Linked DNA regions of Hordeum vulgare: region 2 is linked to region 1. A link is a contact called in public Hi-C data. All regions are on one chromosome and are shown on one strand. The core of a region is the stretch at or near the end of the contact, and the rest is flanking DNA. Distances in the headings are between cores, read along the strand shown. Region 1 has its middle 8.7 kb from the start of LOC123403522. Region 2 has its middle 45 kb from the start of LOC123404065.

Region 1 (2,962 bases), core at 20-2,519:
GGAGTTTTGTAGTCTCTGGCTAGTGATTATACTATTATGGGCTCTCATCTTGCAAGGCGCCTAGGGATTGAGGACAGGGGTGATATGAAACATCTCGGTTTGTACTGCATGATCTAGAGTTGCTACTGTAATTGTTTATCGATGCTACTAACGGTCAAAATTGCTTCTACCTAGTACTACATCATCAAATTATAAAGCTAGCCATATTAGGTACTTGACTAGCAGTACGATATGTTCTCCCGTGTGATTTCCTATGTGCAGCCACAGTGTGGGGTGTTAATTGGCGGTAAAGCAATACAGTACAGTACTACGCCACAGCAACAGTGAACTTTTTCGAGATCACACGGGGCCTGCCTGAATTTACTGTCCTCCAAGCTACGCTTTCGTATGAAAAGTGCAAAAGACATGCAGCACTAGCTAGCTCCACCTCCACATCCTTGCAGCAGAGCTCATGTGAACGAATGAATTGTTGAGCGGTTCCCGGTAGTATTAAGGCTGCAGGGCCTGCATGCGGCTTGATTTGATCTGAAGGTGCACCTTCTTGGATCCCTACTGCCGTCGACAACGGAGGCAGGCACAGTTATTTGGTGCAGAATTTGAGTTGCACGATTCATGAGAGATCGAGAGAGATCCCTGTCTCATTCGCTGGATTGCTCATCCCTGACCGATGCAACGCCATGATGAGCGTGAGGGGCAGGCAAGCTGATTTGAGTTGCCCTTGTCGATCGATCCCCTCTGCCACCTTTCGATCTCCCAATCTCCTCGATGCTATGATGTCATGATGAAAATCGGCCGATCAACGCCTCAACAGTACGTCCATGTGGTACTCGAACACCAAAGGGCCGGCTGCTGCTTGCCTTTTCCTTTCTCTCCGCTTACCCTGGCCTCCGAGTAGTTTACCTGCAATTCGCTGCCGAATTTTGTGTCCTTGACACGGACGTATCAATTCAGCGTAATCCGAAACGACTCGACCATGGACCCAATCAAATCTTGACTAGTGACATGGAATCTTATGCCGAGACGACGTGACAAGAGCTTCATGGAAGGTGATTTGCTGACGTGCGTGCAGCCCCGCCAACGCCGATTAGTCAATCACTTGCCGCGTTCTCCAGAATAATAACACATACACGCAAAACAAATAAGCAGCGATGGCACGTGGTTTTACTATTTCTTTGATTCAAAAACGAACAGATTATACGGTCGTAATCGAAGAAACATCTGCGCTGCAGGTTCATTCCCAGGAAAGGGAGGGGTAGGTAGAAAACAAATCCAGGTGATGTCTCACGCGACCTAATTCTCCATGGCATCGATCATTGCCCGCCACCCGAGCACGAGCTTTCATCCGTTTGGACTCGCGCGGAAAATCCAGTGGCGACGGTTGACTAGACTCCCAAGTAGCCGGTCCCTGCAAGCTACATGTGGATATGTGGAGGGATCGCACGCAGACGCAGGTGAAAGCGAAAAGAGTCAAGACTTGTTGCTCACCAAGAACATGCCCATCCTAATCAAAATCCGATCGAAAGCGCAAAGCGCGAGCCGACTTCTTTTCCCCTTCTTCTTCTTCTTCTTCTTCTTTAACAAATGGAAAGCAGGCAGAGATGTGTGCTGGCCGTAAAACCCAAGGTTGGGGGCAAAAGGAGTCAGCGTTTCGCTTTTGCCTTTTCTTTCCTTCTTTTATTTATCTTTGCTTTGTGCCGTGGATGCCAAGCTTAATGGAGGCTTATACGAGAATGCTGTTGTTCGATGCTTGACTGCACTGGGCATGGGGGCTGACTTCTGCACGTCAAAATTTACAGTGGAAGATGTTGTATATGTACTGCACTTGCGAAGAGTAGACAACGTGGGAGCTGCGGAATGCTATAAATAGATGAATACCAGATGAAGGGCAACAAGATCAGAGTGGCGCAGCGGAAGCGTGGTGGGCCCATAACCCACAGGTCCGAGGATCGAAACCTCGCTCTGATATTTCATTTTTTGAATTTTTTTTTCCCTTCAGTTTGTTCTTCCATGGACCTGCTAATCTGTAGTCTGAAGACCGTATTATGGAGTTACAGAACTACGTAGAAGATTGGCAAGCACTGTACACGGATAAATGGTCCAAAGGCTGGAGAGGAATTCCATGAGCTTTATGGACAGATTCTTAGCTTGCATTTCTCGCAAAAAGCGAGAATTAAAACCTGCATACTTCTTTGGCGTCAGTGGGATCAGAGAAATAAAACAAACGTGGGAGATGCTATTACAACTTCTGATGATGAGATCTGCTCGACTGGTCCTCTATTAATTATCATGTAATGAATGCTTTTAAGGTGAAGAAAGGAGACGGTAAACTGAAGCAACAGCCTGCAGGGAAATGGTCCCAACTTCTATCAGGAACCCTGAAGGTTATAACAGATGGTGCATTTCAGAAGGACTCCAATGGCTGTCATCAGAGATGAAGATGGAGAAGCTAAGGCTGCTGGTGCAGGCAACCTGGAGAGGGCCATGGATGCGTTACAGGCTGAACCTTTTGTCCATGTTATACACTATCAACATAGCAAGTCAGATGGGTTGCCACAAGGTTTTGTTTGAAACCGGTTCTGCACAACCCAAGATTACGGTGACCATTGAAGGTCACAATCTGCCGTCTTTAGGAGCGATGTTCAGACTTCAGAGATATAAAATTTCAGTTGTCTGTAGGTTTTACTGACACTTGCGCATTCTTTAGCCGCGCGTGGTGCTAATTTGTGAGCTGGAACCCGTGAGACAATGCACTTTACCGACCTTCATCTCATTACACCTTCTGCTTGAAAATACTTATGGTTTCAGTGTCGCGTGCAGTTAATTAGAGGTTCATAGCTTACAGCAGATGGGAGAAGCTAGCATTTACCAGTAACTTGTGAAGTAGCTGAACATTCACATGTTCCTGAAACTGCACTATCAAATTGACTCATTAGTGTCTCTACTGTTTTGACATTTCCTGAAA
Region 2 (2,930 bases), core at 7-2,506, 140 kb before region 1:
AACAACACACCGGTTTATTAATGGAATGGGGCGTTCCATCTCAAAAAAAAAAAAAAAAATCGATGCTGAGTTACATACATGCAGCTAATTTGAAAAAAGAAATCAAACTAGTCTGCTTTGTACTGCGAACCTTTGCGGCCTCTCAGGAATGGAGGGAGTATTTTGTACCAAAGCTCTTCCCTTGGCATAGGAATGCATCCCGCAAACTCGGATGCTTTTCTTGCTGATGCTTTTGCATACGGAGATCTGAACGTGGTCTGTTGTATTGTTTTCTTTCTCTAACCAACTATAGCCGGTACCAGGCTTCTTGTACGGATCCTGTGGTTACTACTTTGTCCGCTATTAATCCTTGGTACAATCTGTACCATAAGTTTGTCAGCTCAAAATGAAAATTTAAGCAACACGGTCTGCCTTTGGATACACTGCTTTTCTTCTCAATCCCTCCCAACGGATAGAAGTTGGCGAACCCATTTTCTCCCGTCATGGTCACTCACACGCCGCTGTTTACTACTCCGTACTACTCTTTTGTACTAACCTCAAACCTTTGCGCCTGCTCTCAGGGGTACTTTTTACCGAGCTCTTCCCCTTGGCAGAGAAATGCTGTTCCCATCCATCCATAGCACCTGGACCGTGCTAAACCTCATTCATGGTCACACCAACAAAATCTGCAGTGACCGTTCTAGTCTACCTAACTCAATGTCACCGCTCACCTCATATTGGTTTCCACGAGAGACGCGGACGGAACTGGAGATCTCGTTGGCTGCTCAAACGGAACGCCACCAAGCGGCTTCTTGTTGGGTGCGAAATGCTAGGTCAGTTCTTGCGTGGCTTTGCTGTCCCGTAGCGTATGACCGTGTCCTGTGAATGTGATGCCGAGGGGATCGGCCTTGGCGTTTGGCGACGTGAGAGAAGTAGGTCGCCCAACTAAATCATCGGCTGCAATTGCAAATAAGTAGCCAAATAGCCGTCGCGTCAATGGTGATGCTCGCTCCTCCCTCCTTCCTCCAGTGCTACTGGCTCGGAGCCGTAGGCTGGTGAATGAAGGGGTCGTCGCGTCGTCGTCTCGTCTTCATGGAAGACTATCTTGTCACCGTGCGTTTGGTGATGGGCTGTTTTGCTTACTACTGTGGCTTGGTGTATTTGGATGAAATTCAGGTTGGTGGCGGTCTCGTGGAGGATTTAAGGCATCTGCAGGACGGGACCCCGCGCTGTCTGTGGTAGCGTCCGAGCTTTGGCACCGCAGGTCGGAGACAAAGCTCCCCTCCCGCCCTGGCTGCCCTGTGCAAGCGTGCAGTGTGCGATACATACGCTGAGACTGATACACGGGCGTCGGTGACGGGTTCGCGCCTGCGTGTGCGTAGGGTCAGAACCGGCGGGAGATCACATCGTATTTAACCTCGCCAACTGCCCAGTCCCGACGTGTCCGCCATATGAGCTGCTAGTACTAGTTTGGTCACCGCGCAGGCACCGCCCGGCGGATCCGATCAATTCAATACTCCTACAAACCAAAGGAGGCTACTATAGCAGAGTTAACGAGCGAGCGAGAGCGAGAGGGCATTGAAGTTGAAGGTGATGATGGGAGTCGTTGGTCGCTACCACCTCCAGCCCAGACGCTACTACGTGGTAGTAGTAACAAGCCTGCCTGCCTGCCAGCCGGCCCTGACATATGGTAGTAGTAGCTGCGACCGCTGCCGCTTCGAGCGTCAAGCCACCCGTCCAATTCAATGCGGCTGCAATGGGCAATGCCTCCCCTTTCTCGGCGGCAACAGTAGCTGGAATGGAATGGATGCTCATGCTCCCCGTGGGCCGTGGCTTTTTAAAATTTCAGGCATGCATGGGCACGGCTCCATCCGTGATCCGTCCATGGCTGGCGATTTTCTTCAGTTCAGATGGCGTCGCCGGGCATGTTGTGATTGATTGCGCGGTCGGTCCACGTCCAAGAAGGAAGAACCGCCCGTCGATACCATTCGAGTAATGGGATCCAGTGGTCTCGAAAACGTAAGTATCCATCGTCTCGGATTCATAAACAAGGACTACGGCTCCTGCGGTGCTGCTAGGTTGGTCGACGTCAACACCATTGGAGCCAAGATCGAACCCTTCGCATTCAAGAACAAACGGCCCATACGCCAGCCAAGTAGGAGTAGGAGAAGGAGTACTATCTACGACATGATCACAGGACAAAGGAACTATGCCACCGTAACAAAAACTAGTGCCCTTGACTTATACACCTGTTATTGGTGTTTAAAAACTATCAACATAATACAGTACACATGTCTTTTTTTTTGCGGGTAAATAGAGTACACATGTCAGATAAGTGGAAAAGTATAACTCGCACATTATGGAGGTACATTGCATTGGCTAGACGGTATAATTTTGCTTTATGAAAAAAGGAAAGCCAGTGAAATACAGTAGTTTGTTTACACGCTAAGCTATCATAAAAAAAATGTGAAGATATTCAAATATCTACTCGGATGTAGGAGGCCGACCGTGGAGAAGTCAGCTTTAGGTTTCCTTATTGTGGCATTTTCTAGAGCTGTAATGAGTAAACTTGATTTTTTTTTCACATAAAGGACACCATAATCAGCGAATAGGGGCTTACGACATGATACTTATACAGTGTTATGCCATACAAAAATAATGTGATCTGATTATCATTTTGAAGTTCCCTATGGCTCTAAATGTTTGAGAAATAAGATATTAAGCCATGGTTTTGTTTATGACTTATTGAATTAAAACATCAAATCGACCTTAACCAGTTTGAAATAAGTAATGCAGTTAGGTCCAATTATAATGCCGTCATAAAGTGAGCTTATATCATCTAAAAATATTACCGATCGCTGCTAACCATCGAGGGATAAATAAGAGAAAATAATTATTGAACTCACCAAACCCTAAATGGCTCATTATTCAAGACAAAATAACACTGAAAA

Evidence for each region. Hi-C and Micro-C count contacts between places; a contact is called where the count stands out from the background.
Region 2: a contact with region 1 is called in a Hi-C map of leaf, with 4 times the contacts expected there. The contact joins two enhancer-like sites. A contact is called at or near these places in 2 of 6 Hi-C or Micro-C datasets (leaf and seedling).

What each region holds. Positions count from the first base shown.
Region 1 is chr6H:448,118,223-448,121,184 of MorexV3_pseudomolecules_assembly, reverse strand. No RefSeq gene overlaps it. Among protein-coding and RNA genes, the nearest start is that of LOC123403522, 8.7 kb to the right of the region's middle. Within about 2 kb of position 1,269, at least 1 of the 3 cell types and tissues checked has open chromatin away from gene starts, as enhancers often do. A contact at or near this core is called in leaf, where this site is marked.
Region 2 is chr6H:448,257,252-448,260,181 of MorexV3_pseudomolecules_assembly, reverse strand. No RefSeq gene overlaps it. Among protein-coding and RNA genes, the nearest start is that of LOC123404065, 45 kb to the left of the region's middle. Within about 2 kb of position 1,256, at least 3 of the 3 cell types and tissues checked have open chromatin away from gene starts, as enhancers often do. A contact at or near this core is called in leaf, where this site is marked.